Regions from separate parts of the Zea mays genome. Here region 1 is linked to region 2. A link is a contact called in public Hi-C data. All regions are on one chromosome and are shown on one strand. The core of a region is the stretch at or near the end of the contact, and the rest is flanking DNA. Distances in the headings are between cores, read along the strand shown. Region 1 holds the start of LOC100283104 (cortical cell-delineating protein). Region 2 holds the start of LOC732762 (histidine kinase4).

The links. Hi-C and Micro-C count contacts between places; a contact is called where the count stands out from the background.
Region 1: a contact with region 2 is called in a Hi-C map of leaf, with 2.8 times the contacts expected there. The contact joins the promoter of LOC100283104 here to the promoter of LOC732762 in region 2. A contact is called at or near these places in 9 of 25 Hi-C or Micro-C datasets (bundle sheath, ear, endosperm and 3 more).

What each region holds. Positions count from the first base shown.
Region 1 is chr1:275,611,048-275,614,449 of Zm-B73-REFERENCE-NAM-5.0, forward strand. LOC100283104 (cortical cell-delineating protein) reads left to right here and starts at 1,820. Exons shown (of 1, transcript NM_001156006.2): 1 at 1,820-2,462. The coding sequence starts at 1,936. The coding sequence ends at 2,310.
Region 2 is chr1:275,445,902-275,449,190 of Zm-B73-REFERENCE-NAM-5.0, forward strand. It overlaps LOC732762 (histidine kinase4), which reads left to right and starts at 1,815. Exons shown (of 11, transcript NM_001112388.2): 1 at 1,815-2,182; 2 at 2,656-2,889; 3 at 2,992-3,158. The coding sequence starts at 1,826. It overlaps LOC103643911 (a long non-coding RNA gene), which reads right to left and starts at 628. Exons shown (of 2, transcript XR_561378.4): 1 at 229-628; 2 at 1-107.

The DNA of each region.
Region 1 (3,402 bases), core at 570-3,069, 170 kb after region 2:
GATTTGCTAGGAGCATGAGGGGCGACCGTGCGATGGGGCGCCAAGGCGGATTTTATGAGATGACTGGCGAAGCGGGCGACGACGCCGCGTCAGAGGCGGTGAGGTGGAGGGAGCGAGGGATGGTGTCATCGACTCGTTGCTCACCACGTCGGAGGAAGGAGAGGTGGGGTTAGAGATTACTAGGTGCAAGAGGAGGCGACCTCCACGAGGGATGGATTTTATGCGACGACGGGAGAGCGGGCATCGAGAGATGACAAATTTATCCATGTCGTGCGGCCTAGCCCAGCGTTCGGCCCATGCGCAACACGTAGATTAGTCTAGGCCATCACAGGCTCATTTCCTAACGTGTCGTATGGTCCATTTGGTTTGGTACGACCCATATGGTCATGTATACCTAACGAAATTGTTAATCACACCACATCGGTTGAATCAGAGTCGCAATGGATTTACCTTTTACGTGGCGAGCCACAACTAGAGGTGATAATGAGCTCTAAGTTCTACACTGTAAAATTTAAGTATCGAATTGAATTAGAATCATACTCTATTTCTATTAATTTTCGAACTAAAATTAATTAAAGGTTTAAATGAATTGTGAAGAAACATTTAGGGGGTGTTTGGTTGCCCCCGCTAAAGTTTAGCCCGGGTCACATCAAGCGTTTGACTTTGAAATAGGAGTATGGAATATAGACCCAACCAACTGGACTAGATTCGTCTCGTCTTTTAATCTTCGGCTGACAAATTAGTTTTATAATCCGACTACATTTAATACCCGGAACGGAGGTTCAAACATTCGATATGACAGGGGCTAAATTTTAGTTTGGGGTAACCAAACACCCCCTTAAACTGTAATCCATTATCACTCTTAGTCCCTGGGCACAACCTAAGACTGTCTCCAGCAATATCCTCTAAAGGAATATTCTGTGTTCTTTACAACACTCTCTAAAAGATTTCGTCCTCTATATCTTTTTCTACTCCAGCAGTGTCCTCTAAATTTCATCCTCTATATAAATAGTATTACCAGACTCTATTTTATACATTCTTTTTTCCGCATTGGACGCGCACAGAAAAATATCATTTGTATATCTCGTATTAAAATATGATGTATATTAATTTTTCTTCACCTAAAATAGTATGCCTTTTTATTACAAAGTTTTCCTTGGCAGATCTTAAAAAATTACTATGCAGACATCTAATAGTATTGCTTGCTGCTACTCATTCTTCATTAATTTAGCTACAATACTTATTCTACTGCATGTTATTGTACATTTCTAGTAGATCTGAAGTAGAGAGACACGAATAGAGGAGCCACTACATTTGGAGGTGGTTGAGGACGTACTCTATTTTACCGGACCCTTTAGTGCATGTTGTTGGAGTGAAAAAGTTGATCAGCGTGCGCTAGATATAGAGTAGAGGAGCATATAACGCACACCTTGCTGGAGAGAGTATAACAGGTGGTGGCAGCGACGCGGTTCTACTGCACTGCTGTGGCCGTGCGGGATGTCGGCTAGTTGCCTCCGGACGAACCACCGAAATGCGTTGCGTTTGTGTACGCACACCTGCAACCGAAAGGAGCAAATTAAGTTGCCGGCCGCTTGATATTGCTGGGTTCGTGGTCCGGGTCCCGGCACGCACTTGTCTAGTCCCGACTTGATCAGCGGTTATCATTGTTTTAGATACTCGATCACATACACACGATGCATGCGCCGATTAGGGAACACTGAAAAATATCTGGTAGCCTCGCCACTTCGCGCATGTATCGCACAATTCACAGCTCTGTCTGTCTGCCTATAAATTAAATACGTGCTCTGTGCTAGCTCCCAATTCCCATACCAGACTGGAAGGCAGAAGCGCCCGCACAGGCACAGCACTACTCGAAGCAAGAACTATAGCAGCTGCTGCTCCTGTACACCAAGCGTACGTGCAAATACAAATACAATGGCCACCAAAAGCATCGCCTCGCTGCTCGCCGTGGCCCTGCTGCTGCTGCTCTCCTCCCCGGCCGCCGTCGTCGTCGTCCGCGCGCAGCAGCAGCAGCGGGGCAACCCGTGCCCGACGAACGCGGTGGCGGACCTCAAGGTGTGCGCCGACGTGCTGGTCCTGCTCAAGCTCAAGATCAACGTGCCGCAGAGCCAGCGGTGCTGCCCGCTGCTGGGCAGCCTCGTCAACCTCGACCTGGCCGCCTGCCTGTGCGCCACCATCAGGCTCAACGTGCTCGGCATCCCCGTCAACCTGCCGCTCGACGTGCCCCTCGTGCTCAACTACTGCGGCCGGAACGCGTCCGCCGTGCCGGGCTCCAACTGTTCCTTCTGAGGCATGTTCGATCGATCGGCAACCCCGCTCCAATTGTAAGTTGGCTAGTTTGTTATATGCGGGCCGGGTACTGTATAACAGCAGCTGCTTGGAAATAAAAAGCGTGTAATGACCTTACTCAACATCATGGCAAGTACAATTTCTGAATGCTACCAACAATCCTACTTGAGTTTTTGCATGAATCTTTGGTCAACTGTTTCTTATGCCACTGACAAGTAATTTCGTGGTTATATATATTTAGCCATCCATGTGTCCAAGAGAAAACACTATGACCATTTATGCTAATTGTCGCAGTATATTATCGGTCGCTATAACCGAAATCTATGAAGTACGCTCCCGGAGAATAGCCCGTATACAAAACCAGTGGATAGCCGAAGATATCACCTGTACAGGACAACGAGAATATATGTATTTATTTTTAAACACAGAACCATTTCTACATAACCCAAAGCGATCAACACGCTCTGGGCAAAATCAAAGGTTTTAAAATCCTTTCAAACGTCCGAAGCTAACTCCCAAACATGCGAAGAATACTATAAGATTCTGGAAGATCAAATGCAGTATTTATGCGTCCCAGATCACCAGGAGGGGGGGGGGGGGGGGGGGGGCGCAAAACGATATTTAAAAAAAATGTTCAATCATCTCATTTCTGACAAAAGTTTTGTTGCGTCTAGCTAAGTTATCCTTTGTCTCTATGAAAGATATATAAAAAATAAGATTTATTTTAATGCAATATTTAACTTGCAAATGATAGCGTTTAAGAAAAAAATGGTGGGTTTATTTATCCATTGTTTATTTTTCAAGTCGCCTCTCAAAAAGACTGGAACGCACCAAGCCATATTCCGAAAAAATATCGAAGACCTGATGTGGCCGACAGCACTAGCGCACGCGCCGTCCTACGTACACTGGCCGTCGGCCGTGCGTCGCACACCGCGCAGGCGCACGCCACCGCCACCGCCGCCGCCTTGGCGCAACTCCAAACTTCAAAGTTCAAATGATGACACATGACAACATGGGCCGTATCCTTCGCGTCACGCAGATGAACGAGACCAGTCGTAGCAGCCCCTTCGAAAATACTATGGAGACCAGCCA
Region 2 (3,289 bases), core at 565-3,064:
ATTTGCCAATCCGCACAGATCGCGTGTAGATTTGCTTTCGCTACGTGCTATCCGTGAAGATTTGCTGCTTCAACAGAGCCAGATGCCTAGATTGATGTTGTGAAGGACTTCAAAGGAACAACACAGGTACCAATTGGGAAAAAAATGAAAATGCAATATCAATCCTAGCTTGAACTGAGATACGACGTGCGACACCGAATGGGGGAAGAATGTGACTATTAATCTCACCTGGAAGGAAGCGTTGGCAATTTTTGGCAGCAGGATAGATGAGGAGGATGTCCAAGTCGCGTGCTTTGCGGCATCGAAGTCACCTGCCACCTTCACGTCGTATCCGTCGCCTTCGTTCGTTCAGTGGTGCGGTGTCCAGTCTTCTTCGGCCGGAGTAGAAAGAAGATATTTGGCTTTCCTTTTTTATCCATATGGCGATCTCCGGATACTTCCAGGACACCGTAGATGCCGTATACAAACACTTAACGTGCAGCGTTGATCTTGGATCGGACGGCAAATATTTTTTTAGAACACGTGGCCAAACTACGTGACAGCCTTGCTCCCGCGGTTAATAATAAGAATACTACGCTTCGAGGCCGCACGCACGAACTGCTGCTCCACTATCCTGCGACCAAACGCGAGCCCGGTGCAATAATCTCGGCCTCTCGGGGGCCAGAGCCAGGGCCAGGCAAAAGCGCGCAATAATCTCAGTACGAAGAAAAACAAGGTGCAGTAATCAGCTGCATGCCGCTCAAGGTAGAGAGAGAGAAAGAGAGAGAGGCTCTTTGTCTTTGGAACCGAATAATGGAAGAGGGGACAGAAAGGGTTTCCTGACCAGTAATCGCACTTCACCCATGTTTTTGACAGAGCATCAGTGATGGCAGCCACGACCACGAAGCGGAGCAAAGCACAAGCAGAGCGCATCGGCAGAAAGATTTGTCCGGCCGGGGACATGGCGCATTGTTGACTGTTGACGACCACCGCCTCATGCTCCCGCACTCCCTCCCTCCCTCCCCCTTGCACTTGCAGGTCGCACAGCCTTTTCCGGGCCGCGGCGCCAGATTTGCGTTTCCCCGCCGCGCCGCCTGCCCGGCTCCCACCCCCAGGCCAGGCCCCAGCCCACGCGGGCACGGGCTGCCGCCTGGCAGGCCGTCCGGCCGGCCGGCCAGGCAATGCAACAAAATCACACGAGACGGCGACGCGCGCTCACGCCTGCTCAACCACTGCCCGCGACCGCTCGGCCCCACCAACCACGTAAGGAGAGCCCGAACGAACTCACCAATCACCAGGGGTGCAGAGTACACGGTGCGCCCCCCGTGGCCGGCTGGCTCGGCCTCGGCAGTGTCCGAGCCCGGCGGACGGCAAAGGGAGTGGGGCTGGAAAGCAACGGGGCAACAACACAAGCCGCGGCCACCGGCGACGGCGCCGGGGTAGGGTGGGGTGGGCGAGTGGAGTGAGGCGCAAAAGCCCGGGACCCATGCCCACACCCCCATCGCGCGCGCCCGCCCGCCCGCAGTGTCGAGAGAGAGAGGAAAAATAAACCACGGTGTTATTTTAGTGGCAGCGTATCTCGTGAAATCCAGGAAATTCGATTCACTCGAAGCCCGGCTGCTTTCTCCCCGTCGCGAAAAGCCGCAAGCCAACAAAAAACACACACACACTGACACACACACCAAAATAACACATCAAAGCAGCGGGAGAGGAGAGCTCGGATTCTCGCGGAGAGGAGGCGGCGTGGGCGCCGGACGGCGGAAGCAGAGGAGTGGTCGGTCGGTGGCCTGCGGTGCAGCGTATGTGAGAGCTGCTGCGGCGGCGGGGACCTGCCCTGGCCCCTGGGATGGGGGTGGGAGGCGGAGGCGGAGGCGGAGGGGAGGCCGCGGCGGTGTCGGCGCCGGCGCCGGCGGAGGAGGCGGGGAAGGACGCGGAGGATGGCAGCGGGTGGACCTTGAAGGCGAAGCTGATCGCCGTAGCGGTGCTGGTGTGGGTGCTGGGGGCCTTGGCGCTCGGGGTGTTCCTGCACTCCTACTTCCGCCACGCGGCGCTGCGCAAGGCGGAGGAGGGGCTCGTCAGCATGTGCGAGGAGCGCGCGCGCATGCTGCAGGACCAGTTCGCCGTCTCCGTCAACCACGTCCACGCCCTCGCCATCCTCGTCGCCACCTTCCACTACGAGAAGCGCCCGCCCGCGCTCGACCAGGTCCGCGCCTCCCTCCATGACTCCATCCCTCGCCGAGCGAGAGAGAGAGAGAGCCTCGTGCGCCATCCGCCGCCTGCCTCTACGACGGCCTACGTCGGTCCACTGCTTCTTTCGTCCTAGTACCTGTGGGCGCGATCTCTCTCTGGCTTTCGTTCTGCTCTGCGCGCGCGGTTAACTGCGTGTCTCGCCGTCTATGGAAATCCTTGCTCCGCCTCGACCATGTTATGTTCCCATGTACTCCTAGTACCTACTCTGCCTCTGCTGCTGTTTCCACTTCATTTAATTATTACTGTCGAGTCCATGGTTCCCTCCTCCCTTGTGCGCAGACCGTGCCACTTCTTAAATGGAATTCTCTCTTTGTCTCTCTTTTTTTTTTTGGTGCGCGCGCGTGTAATTTGCCGGTGCAGATTAGTACTGTTCGGCCGTTTCATTTGTCGGCTGCAGGCTTTATTTTCTGCCGATTTGTTCTGCAGAACACGTTCGCGGACTACACCGCCAGGACGTCGTTCGAGCGGCCGCTGCTGAGCGGGGTGGCGTACGCGCAGCGGGTGGTGCACGGCGACAGGGAGAGCTTCGAGCGCCAGCAGGGCTGGATCATCAAGACCATGAAGCACGAGCCGTCCCCGGTGCAGGATGAGTACGCGCCGGTCGTCTACTCGCAGGAGACCGTCTCCTACATTGAGGGGCTCGACATGATGTCCGGCGAGGTCTGCGGCCAAGTTTCCTGTTCGTTTCTTGCACTGGGATACAGTTTTTTTTCCTCTGCCGGTGTTGGTTCTGAACCTGGATGTGTTTCACTGCTGCTGCAGGAGGACCGCGAGAACATTTTGAGGTCAAGAGCATCGGGGAAGGCAGTTCTTACTAGACCGTTCCGGCTCATGTCGAATCACCTGGGTGTCGTATTGACTTTTCCTGTCTACCATGTTGATCTTTCTTCTGATGCCAAGGAGGAGGATCGTGTTGCTGCCACCGCAGGGTGAGATTTATCTCCATTTTCCAATGAACTTCAGTTTACGCCTATTCTTTGTAGAATCCACTGCCTGTGGCTATTCAGACGCTGCAGCATTTACATGACTTGAGAAAAACTGAGGATCGAAAGTGTATGGG